Regions from separate parts of the Mus musculus genome. Here region 1 is linked to region 2. A link is a contact called in public Hi-C data. All regions are on one chromosome and are shown on one strand. Each heading gives the region's core, a stretch centred on a gene start, on an enhancer-like site or on the middle of the called end of the contact. The rest is flanking DNA. Distances are from core to core; before and after follow the strand shown. Region 1 has its middle 30 kb from the start of Ptgs2. Region 2 overlaps Pla2g4a (phospholipase A2, group IVA (cytosolic, calcium-dependent)).

Evidence for each region. Hi-C and Micro-C count contacts between places; a contact is called where the count stands out from the background.
Region 1: a Hi-C map of pancreatic cancer cells shows a contact between it and region 2, with 2.6 times the contacts expected there. The contact joins two enhancer-like sites. A contact is called at or near these places in 1 of 39 promoter capture datasets (hippocampal neurons), 1 of 484 Hi-C or Micro-C datasets (pancreatic cancer cells) and 3 of 115 datasets of contacts at active chromatin or transcription factors (bone marrow-derived dendritic cells, bone marrow-derived macrophages and microglia).

Annotation. Positions count from the first base shown.
Region 1 is chr1:150,128,582-150,132,305 of GRCm38.p6, reverse strand. No RefSeq gene overlaps it. Among named protein-coding and RNA genes, the nearest start is that of Ptgs2, 30 kb to the right of the region's middle. Within about 2 kb of position 2,080, at least 24 of the 459 cell types and tissues checked have an H3K27ac peak or open chromatin away from gene starts, as enhancers often do. A contact at or near this core is called in pancreatic cancer cells, where this site is marked.
Region 2 is chr1:149,945,335-149,948,744 of GRCm38.p6, reverse strand. The region is part of intron 1 of Pla2g4a (phospholipase A2, group IVA (cytosolic, calcium-dependent)); the gene reads left to right. Among named protein-coding and RNA genes, the nearest start is that of Pla2g4a, 14 kb to the left of the region's middle. Within about 2 kb of position 1,599, at least 56 of the 459 cell types and tissues checked have an H3K27ac peak or open chromatin away from gene starts, as enhancers often do. A contact at or near this core is called in pancreatic cancer cells, where this site is marked.

The DNA of each region.
Region 1 (3,724 bases), core at 831-3,330, 180 kb before region 2:
ATGATTTACTCCGTTTGTTTCCCCTCAGATCACAGACATTTTCTACCATGGTGCTAATTGAACTTCACAATTATATACTTTTAGTTTATTCATTAAATGCCCAGCTTCTCTTTTGTCTCAGCTCACTTAGGACAGAGACTAATGTAATGCTGTTTCCTTCCCTCAGTGTAGAGAAGCCATAGGCATCTGTGAAAGGAGCAGTTTGAGTCAGAAGGAATCCAGGGTAAAGCATGGATAGGGAAGAGCTATGCAAGCAGAGGGAAGGGTGACTTCAGGGCAGGACAGACCTATAATGACTTTGCGTTTCTTGGGTGTGGGATTGAAAACCTCTGCGGCATTTTGAACATACAAACATGATCTGACTGGTTTAAAAGGTATTTCCGTTTTCTTGACTCTCTCTATGTAAACAGTTGAAGAAAGAAAAGAAGGGTGTTATCCATCAACTCCCTAAAATATCATCATAGCTTCCCTCTGTTTCATGTTTTACTGGTATTTTTCCATTGGTTTCATTAGTTATCCTACTTGAGAAAGAGGAAAAAGTCTAGTGAGCTTTAAAACACATGAGCCAGGTTCATACAAACCTACAGCTGTGAATCCAAACACCTGTGCTGTGTTGCCACAGCTCTATTTCTGGAGTGTAAACTCTGAATTGCAGTAGAATAGAATAAACACTATTGTGGTGGTTCATGTAATCCCAGCAATTGGGAGCCAAAGCAAGAGAACCACAAGTTCCAGGGCACCCTGGGCTAAAAAGCCATACCCTATCTCCAAAAGCCAATTAACCAACAAACAGAAGAGTGGAATAAGAAAAGGATGTAAATATACATATATACATACTCCATACATATTACACACATACAGAACAAACAGGCTATGTGTGTGTGTTTATGTATATGTGTATATATTTTAGTATCTGTATTTATGAGTATATATATCATGTGTGTGTAGGTAACAATAATTACTAAAAAAGAGGTCATGAATATGAAAGAAAGCAAAGAGAGGTAAATGGGAGGGTATAATAGGGTTTGGAAGGAGGAATGGCTAGGGGAAGATAATTAATTTTATCTCAAAAAATAAAAGGAGTACTTTGTAGAAAAAAAAAGAAAAGAATAAAAAGAAAAGGGTGTCAAAGACAGTGGGCACAGCACGTTTACCCCAGTGCTGGGATGGGTGTAAGAACCTGGCCTGTCAGCGTGACTCATCCATTTCTATAGTCTCAGTAATGGAGCCAACATGAGCATATGATCCCAGGAGGCTCACCAGAGCTTTCCTTTTGGATTTGTTATTAAAACCAGAGCAGTGCATTTTTTTTTTTTTGGTCCTGGAGATGCAAACATGTAATCAGGAAATGCCATCAACTATCCTTCTTTCCACAAGAGAAAGTCAGTTCACAACAGGGAATATTAATAATTTGTTCATAGCAGTCTTCCTTTTTAGTCATCACAGGAATGCTTTGTAATATAATCCACAGCCGGGGTGGAAAAAGGAAATGCATGCTCACTTTGCATAAGCCCATCTGTATATTACTATTAGCCCTAAGGTAGCTAAGGCAATAAAATCGTTCTGTCGACAATAAAGTTTGCCAAATAAAATTGGCCTTTAACCCAAAGCTTTTATTTGTTCACTGACAGGGAATGGACCACATCCCAGCCTGAAGATTTCCTCTATTCTTTTCTCTAAATCCCCCTGGTAAAGTCCACAAGCATCAAGACCTTTTCACAAACACAACACTACACTGAGAGCACGAAGTGCACAGCTGGGATTCTGGCACTCAGAAGATGGAGACAATCGGATCAAGAATCTCAGGGCAGCCTGAGACAAATGCAATGGAAAAAAAAAAAACCAACAACAAAACAAACGTAGAGAAAAAGGATAGAAGAGAAGCCAGCCTATAATTTGCAACAATCAAAATGGTGACTGGATCTAGCATGCATGAACTACTCTTTGTCACACTTCTATCCGAAGTCTATCCTCTGGAGAATTTCCATGAATTTTAGGAAGAATCTATTCATCCGTAAGTCCTGTGGTGCTCTGGGTGACTCAGTATGTAGCATCCACTTCGAGGTCATCGTAGCTAGTTTTGTCTTGCTCACTCACATTCTAACCATCTAGGTTCCTTGCTGATGCTCCAAGCATTTCAGAGGCAGGGAAGTAGGGTGGAGAGTGAGGGTCGCTAGGCTTACACAAAGTCTAAGAACAGGAGCAGAAGTGCTCAGGAATGTCTGAAGGTGACCCATGATTTATTACAACACTAGAACATCCATTGTGTGTGGACATTTAAGAGCTATTAGCAAAGTAAATGTTATACGCCGCCCCCCCCCAAAGCTTACACAATGTGACATAAAAGCCCCAATTGTTTGTACAGTGGGGCCAACTGAACTGTTAAATTCTCTACTCTAGCCTACTCTGCCCACCCACGATCTAGAAGTGAACTTTCTTTTTTCTTTCTTTTGCTTTGTATAAGTCTATGTGTATGTGTACGTTCATATGTGATGGTATACATCTGCACATTGGACATGGTTACAAATGCACATGTGTAGGGGGCAGAGATCAGACTCAGGTACCATTGCTTGGGAATTGTCTACCTTGTTTTTTGAGACATAGTCTGTCATCTGGACTAGAACTCACCAACTAGGATAAGCCAACACTTGTGAACTGCATGTGCCCTGTGATCTCTAGCACTGGGATTACAAGCATGTTCTACCATGATCTGCCTTTTCATGTGACATCTAAACACTGAATGCAGGTCCTCATTATTGTACCACAAGTACTTTAATGACTGAGATGTCATGCAGCCCAAAAGTGTACATTCTTTTAACAAATTGTTCCTGCTTTTGCTACCACTCGTGTGTCTCTGTTCAATTCCTGTTCTGGGACACAAAAACTGCTCCAGGCCTCCAACTCTATCCTGATGTCCTTTAATACGATTTCTATTTCAGGATGTTTGCTCTTTCCTTCTTTTTTCTTTCTTTCTCTCCTTCCTTTTCTCCCACCCTCCCCTCTCTTTTTCTCAATCTGTTCCTCTATTACTTCCTTCTTCCTTTCTCCTTCCTCCTTTTCCATCTTTCCTTCCTTCTTTCCCTCCCTCCCTCCCTCCCTCCCTCCCTCCCTCCCTCCCTCCCTCCCTCCCTCCCTTTCTTCCTTCCTCCCTTTCTCCCTCCCTCCCTTCCTTCCTTCTCCCTCCCTCCCTTCCTTCCTTCTCCCTCCCTTCTCTTTCCCCTTCCTTCCCTTCCTTCTCTCCCTCTCTCTTTCTGTCACTACTCTACTTTTGTTTAGACAGGATCTCATCCAGCTGAAGTTGATGAATGCTTAATGTAGTAAAGGCTCAATGTTCCTGTCTCCACCTCCCACCTAGTGGTATTAGAGGCATATACAGATATCTTTGGTTGATATGCAACTGTGGATCTAACTTAGGACCACATGAGTGTTAGGCAAGCCCTCTACCAATTGAGCTATATCCTCAACTCTATTTTGTTTTTCATTGATACATATTTACTTTAGTATCCACATGATTCTCTTTTCTTTCATGTCTCTGCTGCTCAGCTTGTCTATTTTCAACCTTTCAGGACTCCATTGTCCACTTTAAAGAAAATGACCTACACAAATATCTATCTGGCTCAAACTCCTCTCCAAGCTGACTGATTCAATCTGGCTTCACTCAGCTTCTGACTGAATTGCTCCACTTGGCCTCAAACTAACTCTGGTAATATGTTCTAATTTTCTG
Region 2 (3,410 bases), core at 350-2,849:
TCCTGGTCCAAGTTGAGAACGTGGAGAAGGAAGCAGAACTCTCCTTGCGCTTTTCAGAGTCAGGGCCACCACTGTGTAATGAAGTACACAGCTGTGCTGAGCTATCACATAGAAACACAAGGGTCCGAGCTAGTAGATATATCAAGAGTGCTTCCTCAATTTGCATTTATGAAGAACACTGAATAGCTGGCAGACAGCTCCAGGGAGGACCAGAAATCTTTAGCACTAAGTCTTTCCCTAACATTTCCTTGCCACCTTCCTGTGTATCTTCCTACTTTGTGCTTCTCTGAAGTCTTAGTTTAGGCCAATAGACTCTGTTCTGCTGGCTGGTGCATGCTCTGTATGTGGTTGTGGGTTTAGAGTGAGCTTTAGGAAGGCACATGTGAGTGGTCAGGAAGAAGAATTAGAGACTTAAAAGAGAAAGCAGGGAGAAAAAATACATCAGCGCCAGAAGAAGAGCATGGGTTCCAGCATATGGCAACAGGTGCCTCGTCGTGATATGCTGGGTAGGCTCTTCCTCCACATGCTTGCTGGGAACCCACCTAGTTGATAACCTGTGTCTTTGAGACTGAGAATACGCATTTACATCTTCAAGAGAACAAGAAAGCTCTCAGGCTTTCTGTGCTAAAGTAATGCGGCTTGGAGGACATTTCTTATACATGCCTTCTTAACTACCTTTTTATTTGTTTTGAGACGGGGTTTCCTTATGTATTCTTGGCTTACCTGGAACCCATTATGTAGACCAGGCTAGTCTCTAACTCAGAGACCAAGTGCCTCTGCCTCCTGAATGATGAGATTAAAGGCCTATGCCACCATGCCTGGCACATTTACTGTTCTGATTCCTATTGCTCATTTTTCTCTGTCTGCGGTTGATAGAATGCTTTGGTTAGCTCTAGTTTAAAAAGGAGAAGCATCATTCATACCATTCCAGAACAGAACTTTAGCAATGCCTGAGTGGTTATGCATGTCTAGGGAAGATGCTGATAGGACCCAGAGACAAGTTCTTTTGTTTCCAAAGCAACTGCTTATCCACCATACTGAAGGAAACTTTGGTTCTAGTTAGCATCAGACAAGCCAGTGGATCAGTGTTTTTACTTTTTAAAGTGCTAGTTGATTTGAAATGTAAGCACTTCATATTTTCTAGTAAAACTCAATGTCGACCATTAAAAAAAGCACAAGATCCTTGTAAGAATTGCTCCACAAACTAGCCAACTTCAGACTTCTTAGAACTCCCCATAGAGCCAAACACCTCCTATCAAGTTGAGGCAGCTTGGGAAAGCATACGTTTTATAAGCAACAATACATTATTTTCTTTATTTCATTGGATTGTGGTTGGAGTTGACATATATTTGCTCATTTTGTCCAATGAGTCTGAGAGATGGAGGAGCCACCTCCTCATTTTATACAACAGAATACACAGGGGATCAAGACAGGAGAGGGAGCAAGCTCTATTTGTCTCTGGCTAAGGAGGTGGTGCAATGCCTTGAAAGCTCATGTCATTCATTACACAGGAAATGTAATTCCTGTCCTTCGCGCCACCAGATGCCACGGCTCTAATTATACCATGCTCTCCCTTTGTTACATCATCTTCTGCAGAGAGACAGAAGTGACAAAGCACTTCAGGGCAGACTTTTGGTTTTTATTCACTTCTTCTGAGAAGCCTGTGTTGCTCCAACATGACTAAATGGGTTTTGGTCACAGCATACGATATTAATCACTGATTGAAAGCCAACAGAAGCAAGTGTGCGTGGGGAAGTGTATCCCAACCCTGAGTATTCCAGAGGTTTCTAATTATAGGGCATTGGGGTGGGGCATAGGGATGGAAAAAAGACCAAGTGAAAACAAAAAAAAAAAAAAAAAAAAACAAAAAACAAAAAACAAAAAACAAAATAAAACCAAAAACCTCCCAAATCAACCAAACTGTGAGGTTCCTATCTCTTACCACAGGCTTGGAGGTAGTCTTTACGCAGGAAGATTGGTTGTTTAGCCTAGTTAGAAGAAATGAGGAAAAACCTTCTGTTTTGTGAAGAGTCATTATAGCAGTTGTGCAACTTGGTTGTAGCAAGATTCCCAGGACTGAGCTAATTGTGGGGGTAAAGGCATTTTCCTAGTGTTTACTATGGATAGTTGGGTAGAGATGGCTTGGTACCACAGAAACCTGAGGTATCTGCTGCTGTTACTGTCAGTCACGGGCGGGGGAAAGTGGGTGAGAGGAAGCTGACTCCTAACCAGAACTATACAAGTGGACTCACTGACAGTAACTACATAGGATTTTATCCTGAGGAAAAGTGACTGTATCCTAACCCAATTACCTTAGGACTGCTTCATTTCCTGGAGTGAAAATTGTACATATAAATGAGGTCTGTTGACATTTCTTTTTTGAGACACAGCCTCACTATGTAGCCTTGGCTGATCTTGAACTCACAGATCCACTTTCCTTTGATTCCAGAGCCCTGGGATTAAGGGCATACATCACCAGAGCCCCCATAACAGGTATTGTGTTTTAAAATAAACTAGAGATAGTTAAGATAAGAAATCATTAAAGTGCTATAGAGAGTTTTTGTGTGCCTTTTACTAAAGTTCCCCATTGTATATAACCAAAGCACTTACCAAAGCCAGGACACTAACATTGGTACAGTAATATAAATAGACTGCCATGCTAAAAGTATTACAGACTTTGTTTATATGCTTACAAGTCTTTGGTAATATTTAGTCTGAAAGCTTTTGACTGGAGGACTGATCTATGCACATAAATTTGCTGTTTTGTTTTTGAGAACATTTCTTACTATGTAGTTGTTCTTTTTTTTTTTATTTGTGCGTGTGTTTATTATTAATTGCTTAAATTTTTAGTTTTTATTAGAATGTTCCATGATATGATTTACGGTGATATTTTCAAACATGTTATAATACACTTTGACTACATTCACACCTCATTACCCTCCGTTCCTTCCCACTTCTGCCGAGTCCTTTTCTTTCTTTTTTTTTTCCCACTTTTTAAAATTAGGTAATTTCTTATTTTACATTTCCAATGCTATACCAAAAGCCCCCCAAACCCTCCCCCCCAATCCCCTACCCACCCACTCCCACTTCTTGGCCCTGGTGTTCCCCTGTACTGAGGCATATAAAGTTTGCAAGACCAAGGGGCCTCTCTTACCACTGATGGCCAACTAGGCCATCTTCTGCTACATATGCAGCTAGAGACATAAGCTCTGGGGGATACTGGTTAGTTCATATTGTTGTTCCACCTATAGGGTTGCAGATCCCTTCAGCTCCTTGGGTACTTTCTCTAGCTCCTCCATTGGGGACCCTGTGTTCCATCTAATAGCTGACTGTGAGCATCCACTTCTGTGTTTTCCAGGCACTGGCATAGCCTCACAAGAGACAGCTATATCAGGGTCCTTTCAGCAAAA